2 separate regions of the Mus musculus genome follow, and region 1 is linked to region 2. Evidence: chromatin contacts called from public promoter capture Hi-C data. All regions are on one chromosome and are shown on one strand. Each heading gives the region's core, a stretch centred on a gene start, on an enhancer-like site or on the middle of the called end of the contact. The rest is flanking DNA. Distances are from core to core; before and after follow the strand shown. Region 1 has its middle 20 kb from the start of Gm30074. Region 2 holds the start of Mgarp (mitochondria localized glutamic acid rich protein).

Evidence for each region. Promoter capture Hi-C pulls out the DNA fragments that hold promoters and counts their contacts.
Region 1: a promoter capture Hi-C map of pre-B cells shows a contact between it and region 2, with 4 times the contacts expected there. The contact joins the enhancer-like site here to the promoter of Mgarp in region 2. A contact is called at or near these places in 4 of 39 promoter capture datasets (the C10 cell line, hippocampal neurons, liver and 1 more) and 6 of 115 datasets of contacts at active chromatin or transcription factors (the 230-238 cell line, acute myeloid leukemia, large pre-B cells and 3 more).

Annotation. Positions count from the first base shown.
Region 1 is chr3:52,196,547-52,203,210 of GRCm38.p6, forward strand. No RefSeq gene overlaps it. Among named protein-coding and RNA genes, the nearest start is that of Gm30074, 20 kb to the left of the region's middle. Within about 2 kb of position 2,930, at least 208 of the 459 cell types and tissues checked have an H3K27ac peak or open chromatin away from gene starts, as enhancers often do. A contact at or near this core is called in the 230-238 cell line, hippocampal neurons, liver and 3 more, where this site is marked.
Region 2 is chr3:51,392,910-51,399,146 of GRCm38.p6, forward strand. It overlaps Mgarp (mitochondria localized glutamic acid rich protein), which reads right to left and starts at 3,638. Exons shown (of 4, transcript NM_026358.3): 1 at 3,518-3,638. The coding sequence starts at 3,599.

The sequences.
Region 1 (6,664 bases), core at 1,680-4,179, 800 kb after region 2:
TGCAGCGTCTGCCTGAACTGTTCCTAGGCAGATCTTGATCTCCGTGGACAATAGACAATGGGATTTTTTTTTTTTTCCTGAACAATGATTTATTTTAGGGGGTGGGGACAAGGAGAAAGGAGGGAGGAAAGGAGGGAGGGAGGAAGGAGCACTGTGTTTGTCATCGCTTTAGAAAAGAAAAAAAATCTCTGTTCTGTCATTGTTTCTGCATATCCATTATATGGAGGACAAAAGAATCCGGTCCTGGAACAACAAAGCCAAGGGAAATGTTTTCCGTGGCTGACATTTAATTGTGAGCACACGGTGCTGCATTATCATGGGGAGAGACTGGAGTAGGGGCATAGGCTGGCTTCAAAAGCCTGGGTTCTTTGCTTTAGCGTGTCCCATTTTGTATGGCCTCAGAGAGCCTCACTCAGATTGTGTGTTACACACAATTCCATAATTCTATAGTTTTTCAACCCACCGCAGGGATTCCTTGTGGATCATTTCATAGCTCCTCCAGAGTCTGCTCTTTTGCAGCTTGCAGAAACAGTCAGCTTTTCTTCACAGCCTTCATATGGATCCTTAATAAAATAATCTAATCCAACACACACACACACACACCGCTATCCTACCAGAGCTGTTGGAGACATTGGAGAACTTAGTCCCAGCCTGTCATTTGACAGATGAGAGAGGTGAAATGCTTATCCAAAGCCACACAACTAATTAGAGATAAAGGCAGGACAAGATCTGCTTTGCCCATCCTGGTCTTTGTGACCTGCCTCTTGCCGTTTTGATGCCCAGCAACCTCTGGCCTGACCAGTTCACAGCCATGGTCTCTTCCTTTCTGGCAGCCATTGAGCTTCCTTGCAGGAAGATGGGTGAAAACTGAGGGGGTGGGACGGACAGGCTTCCTAGCTCAGTGGCAATTCCTTCATTTATTTCTCCTTTATACAATGAAGGGGGCAGTATCTTTATTGGTTATTTTTTGTTATGATAATATGCAAAACTGACTGTAGCTCTCCATAACTCTCCAGAAACCATTTCTCTTGTGATACAGGGTTTGAACTCCTGTGATATAAGAACAAGGAATGTCTTCCATCTTTGGGACTATGTTTGGCAGTCTTCTGATAAAGGGGGCAAGTGGCTCCCCCCCAAAAAAACTTCAGTAATTCAAATTTCTTTGCAAGACCCTGTGATATTATTATTATTTTTATTATTAATTATAGGGGAGATGCAGACCACTGATCATGTGCTAAGAAATAGACACATTTTTTTCTTGTACCAACTTGCAAGAACATCCCACCACAGCTACAGTTGCCTTTAAAGTCCTCCAGTGTCACACTAAAACAGTTTCAAATAAGCCAGGCACAAAAGCAGCCGGCATGCCTTACACATCGTTCAGCCTGTTTAAAGCAAACAGACCCACCCCACGGTCCACAGACAACTAGTCAACAAGCAGGCGAAATTTCCAAACAAAAGACCAGAACATTCCGGAGCTCTCTTTAAACTGTCTTCTAAGAGCTGGAGAAGGAAACACTGGGTGGGCAGGCCGTGCCCGAACCTTTCGGCTGGGCTTCCGCACTTGTAGAACATTGGTTTATGCAGGGACCATGTGACACGGTAACAGAGAGCTCAGATCTCTAAATCTCGTTTTCCTTTGTGTCATCCTCCCTCCACCCCCTCCTGGATGGTGAGTCACCCGTCTCTGCAAAAAAGATCCACAGTTCAGTGATGTCCTAGGTGACAGCCGCATGCTCTGCCTTGGAGATTCCGCGCACATCGAGTGTGATCGACCGAGATAACAGAGGTTGGAAAAATCTGTGAAAGGGTTGAGCTGTTCCTCAGATGTGGGACATTATTTCCACAGGTTCGACAGTCTGAAGCATGAATATTACTCACTGAAACACTGCCATAAGAATTAGGAAAAGAAATCAGGACCGATTTTTTCAGGTAGGTGTATAAGGGTCCACATCGGGGATGAGGGGAAAGCCAATCACAGAGCTCATCCTAGGGAATGCGTTCCCCTCATGTTGCAGTCTGGTAAATGCTAGAATCTTGGTGACTCATTGCTTCCCCGATGTCCTTATTTGGTAGCATGCAAATAAGGAAAAAAAAAAAAAAAACACGATCGTTTCAGATTTAGATTTCCTCAAATCGTGGTGTGAGCAGCTATTTTTACTTTTGCTTCAATCACCATTCTCAGTAGTAGAAAGTTTATTTAGAGTTGTAAAAAGCTGCTTTTTTTTTTTCATTTGCAGGCTAAATTTAAATATGGAATTCAGCAACCGAAGAACTCTCTTGGTCAGATCCAGCAGTCATGACCAGGAAGTCCAGTTCTGCTGGTATCCGGCTGTCTTCCCTAGGCAGTTCTGATTCCTGGTACTTTACAAGTGCGAGCTTGGAGTCTGTCTCCATAGCGCCTCCACCTGGTGTGCTTTACCTTGCCCACAGATGCACTAGACCCAATTCTTTCACTTCTGTGTGGACTACCTGCAGGTCCAGGGACATGATACTTATTTTGCTGAAAGCAAAGACTAACTGAGGTAGCTCTCTACATCACATCCTGCATCTCCACATCCTTGGCTGATGCCAGATAAGGACGGTACCTACCCTTAGTGTCCCCAGTAGTTGTCACATCCATCCAGGACCAATACTCATGCTTCCACATAGCTCAGAGCTGGTGTTTTCCTACTTCCCAATGGCAACTGTGTGGCTGACACCTGCACAGTGGGCTCACTTGGCACCTTGGGTTGGGATACCTTCCTGTGAATTGGCTTTCAGAAGCTCGTGTGGATGACAACTCTTCAGGGACAATCAGTCTAGACTGTATTTTTCAGCCCCACCGTATTCTAATCTTGTCTCTTCCTGTTTGATAAAGCCAACTGTGGCTCCTGGGGCAGAGACTGGAGGTGCTAACTTCCTGTCTGCGACAGGCCAATGAGCCCCAGCTGTTTCTCCTTAGACCATCTTGACTGCCCCCTCGGATTCCCGACTTTGTAGTGGAGCAGATGACTCACCATGACGTCAGACCCCACTGAAAGGTGGACGGGAGGTCTGCTTCTAACCCCGCCCCGAAAGCAATCGCCAGAGTCAGGCAATCAAGCAGTTGCGGGCAGCTGCGGCACCTTAGGCAACTGGGTGTGTCCTCTGCCTAAAATCACCCACCCTGTGAGCATTCCACACTGGGGCTTGCTCAGTGGTATCTAAGGATCTGGGCATGTCACTACTCGCTCCTGTTCTGTCATTTTCCAGCTAAACTCAACTGTGGGCTTCTGCCCCTATAAACTCTCACAACGTGGGATCCACCCAGTGGGAATACAAAACAATAGTGACATCTTCCACACATTTATGACATTTTTTTGTTCTCAATATCTACAAGTCGCAGAGTATGGCAGACAGGAAATTAGCGCCTTCAGCCTAGACCCTAGCAGCCACAGGTGGCTTTATCAAACGGGCGGTGTTCTAATGGCCACTAAGGGAAAAGAGTTTATCCTTCTATCTGATATCTCATAGGCCTCTTTTCATCACTTGCATAAATTGTGCTTAGCCCAGTAACAAGGTTAAATTTTTTTGCTTTTTGTCAATACAGATGCTTTTTTGCCGAGATGGGGACAGTGGGCATGTCTGAAGCTTAGCAGATTTATTTTCACTTTGCTTGGATCAAGGTCCCTCTGGAAGGCCAGGAAAGGATTTTCACTTAGCTGCACATAGGCTTTGTGCAAATGTTTGTGGGAGAAGCTGCTAGCCTAGGGAAGAGTCAGCTCATCTGGGTTCCTCTCCCTCCTCTGCATTGCTTTTTTTGGGTTTCAAGAGGAGGAGAGTCATCTGAGAAATCTCTCAGCCGTAGGGAACCTGGGCAGCGTAAATACAGGCCAGTCATGAACCTCTCTGCTCTTGTCTTCTTCCCATAAGTCCACTGTGAGGACTGAAAGCAACGGAATGTATTTCAAACTTTGTCCAGAGTTCCCTGTGACTGTTTCCTTGTGTGTGTGTGTGTGTGTGTGTGTGTGTGTGTGTGTGTGTGTGTAGGAGATTAGTGTCTATTGTCTTCCTCAATCACTTCACCTTATTTTTCTTTAAGGCAAGTTCTCTCGTTAAGCCTGCAGTTTACCCTTTGGTTCTGCTGTCTAGCTAGCAAGCCCCTGGGACTATCCTGTCTCCATACTGTCAGCGCTGGGTTTACAGAGCTTATAGCACTGGCTTAAGCCTTTTCTGTGACTGCTGGGAATCTGGAGTCAGTCGGATTACTGACTGAGCCATCTCCCCAGCTTCTTCCCTCCATTTTATATATTTGGGAAAATAATAATTGTAGGTGTTGACCATTTTCTCCTGGTATGATTGTCTATCATATCTATCTACCTAGCTACAGCAGCCATCAGTAGCTATTACATTTTATATAGCTAAATAACCATCTATCACTTTCATATTGTTATTATTCATATGTGGATGGATGTGTATGCCACAGCATGGGTATTAAGATCAAAATGAAACTTTGTGGAATGGATTCTTTCTTTCTACTTCTATGCAGTTTCTGAGGACCAAACTCAGGCTGTCAGGCTTGTATCGGGTGGCAGAGTCATCTTGCCAGCCCTCATTGATCATCTATCTATCCAGCCAGCCATTTAGCTATCATCATTTATTCATCACTCATCAAGTATCTATCTATTTTCATTCATCTATCTATCTATCTATCTATCTATCTATCTATCTACTGCTCATCTATCATTTATCTATCTATCAATCAGCTATCTACCTACCTATCATTTAATGCTCAGTCCAGAGTATTCCCACTGAGAGCCTACCATGCCAAGATTTGACATGCTGCCTCTGGCCCTTTTCCCCCCCTTACTTTAACCAGATCCTGTGTGTTCCCAACTGTGAATCAGACACATCTTTGGCAAAAGTTCACATCAAGGTGCTGTGGGGAGGTGCCTGGAGATGCACGAAGACAGAGCCATCAAGTAGATATGTCACTGGGGGAATAATTGCTATGGCAAGGCCCAGACAGAGAGAGCATCTCTGTCTACAGAAGGTATGTGCACCCCATGATCAATACTTACAAGATTAGAGCCAGGAGTGGTGGCGCATGCCTTTAATTCCAGCACTCAGGAGGCAGAGGCAGGGAGATTTCTGAGTTCGAGGCCAACCTGGTCTACAAAGTGAGTTCCAGGACAGCCAGGGCTACACAGAGAAACCCTGTCTCGAACCACGCCCCCCAAGATTACTTACAAGATTAAAAGGGGTGCCAAGCTTTGATTTCCCGCTCTCTTTCTTACAAGTTCAGCTTCAGCACTTCCAGAGTTCTGTCTGTACTCAGAAAGATGCCTCACGTTTCTTTCTATTCATTCCGTGCTCAAGTCCTGCTTCCATTCTTTTGGCTTCGAGTGTGGCCCATCGCAGGAGCCTTCTACCTAGTCAATCTCTACATGCCTCACACACTTTCCCTTTAAAAAACAAAATCCTAAAACTGCCAAATAACAAAACCACTGTTTTTTCCAAATACATTGACACCCAGAGCATCCAACTCCCTTATAGGAAAATGTCCAAAATTCTCTTGGATTTCAACCTCTTGCTGTCTGCTTCCCATATTCTTCCCAAACCTGTTTGTCCCTCTCCAGCTCCTGTGTCTGCCCTTGCTGACACATTTTTGGATAGCTCAGAGTTTTGTTCCTGTGTGTGCTGTTAGACTTGAAGGGAGTGTGTTTTTCATGGTGTTACACATCTGGAGGGAATCTTGTGAGATTTTCTTGTCATGTCCTATCTCTAAGTCATCTAGGGCAGCAAGTGACTTGTCGGAGACAGGTTTCCTCCAGCTTTGGATGGTTGATCTTCATCTTCCCACAATGGTCCTTTCACTGATCACTTTAGGTTGATGTCCTAAAATCTCAGTTCACCTGAGCCCTCCTGGTGCTTTTTTAAATGCAGGTTCTCACGTCCAATACAAACGACAGCATTTGCTTATACTGGGAAATGGGCACGTGAATCTACAATGTGTATCATATGTATTATAATAATTAAGACAATTCCATACATGTGGTCTATGGCACATACTATGATTACAAACTACTCTGAGTTAGTTTTAATATTTTTTGAGAGGGCTGGAAGATGACTTAGTGGATAAGCACTTGCCACGCACACACATACACACATACACACACACACACACACACACACAAACATTCATACACAAACACATTCACACTGTATATATACACCTAAAACAATGAGAAGGCTGGTGTGTGAGATCTGCCTATGCATAGCTGCTGTTTAAGAACAACACTGACTGCTGGGCACTGTCCTTCAAGTAGCTTATCCTGAAGACCCCCCCTACCCTTGGGTTCTTGGGTCAGATATTTAATCTCCAAAACTACCAGCTTGGGTCTTGAGTGCTAGCCTTCCTATCTTGTCTTTTTCTGTTGGACTTGATCATAATAGCTGCTTAAGAAGGAATAGAGGGCCCCTTAAAGCACAGTCAACAGTCCCAAATTGCACCCCTCCCTTGGCCTCCATATTCCAGCCCAAAGCTTTAGCAAAAGACTTTTGCTTTCCTGGAGGTCAGGCAGTAATAGGAACTCCAGAGACCAAGCAAGTATCCAGAACCCCAGAGGTCACACATATACTTGGAGCCTGAGAGGCAGCGTAGGCCCCAGAGGTCATGCAGGCTACAAAAACCCCAGCAGAG
Region 2 (6,237 bases), core at 2,388-4,887:
CACTGACCCACATCACATTGCTAACAACCCTACCAAAACCCACCCCACTTATGGTAGAGAGTGTCTACTATACAGGAGGCCTGAGTTCCCTCCCCAGCACCATAAGTAAGTAAATAAATAAATAACAAAAAGAACCCCCACCTCACAACCTTTTGACATATGTGTATAACTATAGATTTCTTATTTGATCCAAGATTTTTTTTTTTAATACTAGGAATCAAATCCAAGGTTCCTACATGCTGAGCAAGCTACACCCCATACGCTCCAGAAAGATATAAAGAAATTATCAACAATACAAGTAGATTTAAATACAATTTCAGGGGGCTGGAGAGATGGCTCAGAGGTTAAGAGCGCTGACTGCTCTTCTGAAGATCGTGAGTTCAAATCCCAGCAACTGCATGATGGCTCACAACCATCTGTAATGAGATCTGATACCCTCTTCTAGGGTGTCTGAAGACAGCTACAGTGTACTTACAATAAATAAATAAATAAATAAATAAATAAATAAATAAATCTTTTAAAAAATACAATTTCAGCTGAGTTATTTAAAATAGTAGTAAGAGAAATATCCAATAGGAATTTATCAAACATATCTTAGTAGGTTTATACAATGTGAATAATAGGAGTTAATTTTTTGTTTGTTTTGTTTCTTGAGACAGGGTTTCTTTGTGGCCCTGGCTGGAGAAAAACAATTCTTTTTTTTGGATTTATTTGTTTTATAGTTTTATGTGTATGAGTGCTTTGCCTGCATGTACGATATGTAACACATGCATGGCTGGTGCCCTTGAAGGTCAGAGACAGGCTTTAGGTTCTCTAGTACTGGAGTTTCAGACTGTTTGAGCCATCTTGTGGGTACTGGGAACTGAACCTGGATCTTCTGCAAGAGCAACCAGTGCTCTAAATTGTTCTCCAGACTATGATAAAACGCAACCACACATTATGTGAAAATGCATAACAATACATCCTACAGCAGAAGGGCTCAGATGTATGGGTCAAGGTCCTTAAGGAAAATGTGCTTGAGAAAGAAAGAAAAAGGGCTGGCTCAGTGTTTCAGAGCACTGACTGCTCTTCCAGAGGTCCTCAGTTCAATTCCCAGCAACCACATGGTGGCTCACAACCATCTGTAATGGGATCTGATGCCTTCTTCTGATGTGTCTGAAGACAGAGACAGTGTACCCATATACATGAAATAAATAAATAAATAAATAAATAAATATTTTTAAAAAGAGGCTGGTCCTCTTTAACAGAGAAAAAGAAAGGAGACAGACAGAGAGAGAGAGAGAGAGAGAGAGAGAGAGAGAGAGAGGGAGAGAGAGAGAGAGAGAGGCCTATAGTTGTTGAATGTGTTGGTGCACACCTCTGACCCCATGACTTGGGACAGTAAGGCAGGGCAATATAAGTGTTTCAGACCAGCCTGGATAGCGAGACCTTGTTTCTATAAGGCAAAAACAAAGAAAAAAAAAATCCCTAAAACCAAGTAGGCTAACCATAAATAATGATATTTACTAAATTGGAAGATTAATTTATATGTTATATTTTGTCTTTCTGATATTTTCCCAGTGAACTACTGTAAATCTAAATTATTCATTAAAAAGTTACATTTTTAATAACCAGAAAAGTTACATTTTACAGCAAAAAGGACAAAACTTAATGATAGTTAAAACACACCTTTCAAAAAATAAACACTGAAACAAATTTATTTTTTACTAAAGTAGGAAGTACCAACAGTACAGCAGTTAATACCCACAAAGGAAGACAAATTTAAGATTCCAATCAATGCCAGATTGGTGGCCCAGGCCTTTAATCCCAGCAATTGGGAGGCAGAGTTAAGAGGATCTCTAAGTTTGAGGCCAGCCTGGTCTACAGAGTGAGTTCAGGACAGCCAGGGCTACACAGAGAAACCCTGTCTTGAAAATTATTAGTAATTATTCAGTAGAAGTAGACTTGCCTATGGGGCCTTAGATAGACCTTAGATTCGATCCCTAGTACCACAAAAAAAAAAAAAAAAAAAAAAAAAAAAAAGGTGAAAATTAAAATAAGGTCAGTTCCCCTGCATCCAGGACTACTCACTGCACATTTATGTCTTATTTTGATCTAATGGGAGGAGTGGGAGGCAGAGGATGTAAGAAAGTATGATGTCGATGCAGGACTCAAGGGAGTACAGGGGGCTGCAGCCAAGCCTCAAGACCTAGTTCAGTTTCTGGTACCCACTGCCTCTTGCAAGCTGACCTCAGAGCACATGCAGGTTCTGATGGGTGCGTGCCTATGCCTCTAAGCCTGTGCTTGTGGGAGAGATGGGGTGGGGGAGTGGGGGGGAGGGAGGGATGGAGAGAGAGAGGGAGAGAGAGAGAGAGGGAGGGAGGGAGGGAGAGAGAGGGGGGGGGGAGGGAGGGAGGGAGAGAGAGAGAGTTTTCTGTGGAGGATGAGGTCAGTCTCATCTCTTTCTTTATCTGAGCACCAGAACAGTCCCCATTATAATCAGTTTAAAATAAATGGCGTCTCCTCACTTCTGCAAGTTGCTCTCTTATGAGGTATACACATACAGAGGGGAAAGGCGTTCTAGTACTTGTGGGAAGACTTCTTTTAAGCATCATTTAAAAGAATAGGTGACTAGATCTCTTTCTTGAGACCATCCACCACCAACACAGGCCTAATCAAAGCAGGGTGAACAAGTGCTTAAAGCAAAGCAAAGCAAAGCAAAGCTCGCTCTGGCTCATGGATTTCCACAGGCGTTTTTCTGTCTTTCTCAGTCAAATCTTTGCTTTGGATGCTGCCTCCGATGCCCCAAGGAGTGGGGCAAAGTACAGAATAATTAACTTTCTAGTGTCCAAGATCTGTGCCCCAGTGAGTGATGAACAGAGAGGGTGGGCAGCTAGGAGAGGACCTGCAAACCAGCCCAAAGCCTGTAAGCTCTTATAGTCCAGGATGCTGCTTCTTTAGAAAATTTCCAAGAGCGCATTTCCTCACGCATTCCCTAATCCGAAGCTGACGGAGCTGCAAGCTTGTCAGCAACATCAGAAGAGTACCCCGAGGCCTCACTTCGAAGGGATGATCAGGGCCACAAGAAGCCGGGGGTTTATCACCGCCAGGGATCAGTGAACCGACACTTCTTCTAGGGCCCACCTGCGAACACGTGAACACCCCACGTCCACCTACCTATCCGTTCCTTCACCTCTTCGGAGAAACTAGTGGTTCATTGAATAGAAAACCGTGGAACTCTAGGAGAAAGCCAAACCCTCTTCGAAGTGGTTCTTTTCACTCCATATCTACTGATCATAACCCACAGTCACTTAAAAAAAATGAAGGAACATTACTTGCCGGAGATCAGGAATTCAAGACTGGAACCCAGGAAGTCTAATTTGGATTCAGAGGCCATCCTGGAAAAGGTCCTTATTCCCAAAGTTTCCAAGAAATTCGGAGGGCTGGCCTGAGACCCTCCCTCACTGTTCCTTCACTGGCCCAGGGTTCGGGGCGCTGGTGCCCAGCCTGGACGGGTAGAGAAGTGTGGGACACTCACCGTCCTTCCCCAGCGGCGCGGGACCCGGGGGCGCCCTCCGGGGCAGCGCCAGAGTCTTGGACACAGCCCTGCGGAGATACATCGCCAGATGCGCTCAGATTCAGCAGCGGATCAAGCAACCCAGGCTCAGAGGGAGGAGCCAGGGAGCGCCCCGCCCCGGGTGGGACTCCAGATCCCGTGCGTCCCAGCCCCGGGGGATGTGGGAAGGGGATCGAGTTAGTGGTTAGCACCTTGGTCCCCTTACCCAGCTCTAATAGAGTTGCAGTCCCGTGCTCCCCAGCAGTCGCTTAATGGCTGCATCTCAGAAGAGGCTAGGGAGCTTAGAAGTCGCTGTTACGTGCCTGACCCGCTCTGTCCCATGGAGTTATCTCCCGAGCACGCAGGACACGTTTAGAGAAGCGCGCTTGATTCAGGATTCATGCGCAGACGGAATGTATTCTCCAGGTGGAAGACCACTTTATTCCACACACTGTGTTAGCATTCCCAGGAAGAGGTAGCGGGAAACTTAAGAGACGACTTTACAGGCTTATGATTAAAGGAAGGGTAAGGTTTCCCCCTGGCGATGGCTGAGTTCTAAGCCAGCCAGGACTTTTAAATATAGGGTAAAGAGTTTATCTAGCATGGGTTCGATACCCAACAGCGCATAAAACCAGACATGGTGGCGCAAGAAGTTACTCCCAGCACTCAGAGGGGGAGGTAGGATGCTCAGGAGTTCAAGATCTTTGAGGACACCGTAGGCTACAAGAGACCCCGCTTCAAAAATGAATGAATGAATGAATGAACCACTGAAGGCACTAGGCGGTGGTGTGTGTGTGTGTGTGCGTGTGTGTGTGTGTGTGTGTGTGTGTGTGTGTGTGTGTGTGTGACCAAAACAATCCACTAACAGGAAAGTTAGGTAAAGGGCTCTCTGGGGGGAGTAGCAACCGCTCTTAAACACTAAACCATCTCTCCAGTCTGAACTGTGAATCTTGTTTTTTTTTTTTTTGTTTTGTTTTTTGTTTTTTAATTTATTATATGTAAGTACACTGTAGTTGTCTTCAGACACACCCGAAGAGGGCCTCAGATCTCATTACGGATGGTTGTGAGCCACCATGTGGTTGCTGGGATTTGAACTCAGGACCTTTGGAAGAGCAGTCAGTGCTCCTAACAGTTGAGCCGTCTCACCAGCCCCGAATCTTGGTTTCTTGAGACAGGTTTTCTCTGTGTAGCTCTGGGTGTCCTGAAAATCGCTCTGTAGAGCAGGCGAGGCCAGCTGTTTTCAGGAGCCAGGGCTACACAGAGAAACCCCGTCTCAAGAAACCAGGATCCCTGCCCCCTGCCTCCGCAGTGTTGAGATTAAAGGCATAGGCCACTACCACCACCACCACAGAGCGTTGTGAGTCTTGTAGACCCGAGTAAAGCGACTGAGGAAAGCTCTGAAGCATAGTCGATGCGTGATGTATGCTCAGCCCGATGGAAGAGTCAGTGCCGGGTCACGATTTCTCTGCTCCTTTCAGTCTGGTAAGTGAACATAGTTGCATCTGTATGCCCGCCCCAGCTGGGAGAGATGGTATGTCTACACTGTGAGCTTCAGACCTACTCTCTGGGTTCTTTTCATATTTTAAAGAGCCGTTTCCCAAACAAACACCCAAGCACTTTGGTTGTCAGTTTCACTGAATTTTCAGCTGCTTCTCCATCACCCCAGGGCATTTTTGTTAGTTTCTGCTGTAGCTGACTAAAGGTGCAGACAGTTCCCGGCTGCGGGACAGATTCTTCACTGCCCTTGAGAAAATCCTTGACATTTTTCTGTTCTCTTTCAGAAAACACCGAGGGTCAGAAATAAGTTGGCTTAACTCAGATGACCTCCAGTTAATCTTTGGTTGTTGATAAAGACAGAAATTTGAAAACAATGTTAAGGTCCAGTGCCAGCAATAATCATGATTTTGTGGCTTATGTGCTGGTAATTTAAGGTCTTTGGGGTCTGGAGACCAGCAAGTCTGAGGACCAAGTTGGATCCCCTGGATTCACATAATGGAAACAAAAGAACCATCTCTTGAAGATTGTCTTCTGCCCTCCATACATGCTTACGGTGAGAGGCCAAACCTACTCCATCTTAAAAGAAAAGAAAAGAAAAGAAGAGAAGAGAAAAGAAAGAAAAGAAAAGAAAAGATAAGAAAAGAAAAGAAAAGAAAAGAAAAGAAAAGAGAGAAGGAGGAGGAGGAGGAGGAGGAGAAGAAGGAGAAGAAGAAGCCTGAGAACTTGACAGGCAGCAAAATCCAAGCTGCACCCAAGTCCTAGGAAGGACCCCAGGCTTTCCTTGGCCAGAGCCACTCCCTAGCTACTTCCTAGCAACAGTGAAGCAAAGATTAGTCTGCTTGTTTCAGACGTACTTTCAGACCCTTTGTGATTGTATGCCTTCTTGCTTCAGAGCACCCACCTGTCAGCTTATAGTCATTCTATTAAAGGCTTGCCAGACTGGGCACCCCTTCCCTCATCCCCTCATTGGCTGCTATTTTCCTATACAAACTTGTCCTGCAGCAAACCTGTTTGCAGCTGCTCTGCCTTCCCTTCCCGTCCTGCTGCAGCAGAGTTGGGTTGGAGGAGAGTCCAAACCAGAGCTTGTAATGAAGCGATCCTAATGCTATTACATTGAAAATGGCTCCTTGGTGGTCTTTTGGAGTTCGCAAATGCTTCCTGTCACATCCATGTTTCAAACCCGGGACAAATGGCTGAGGTGCATA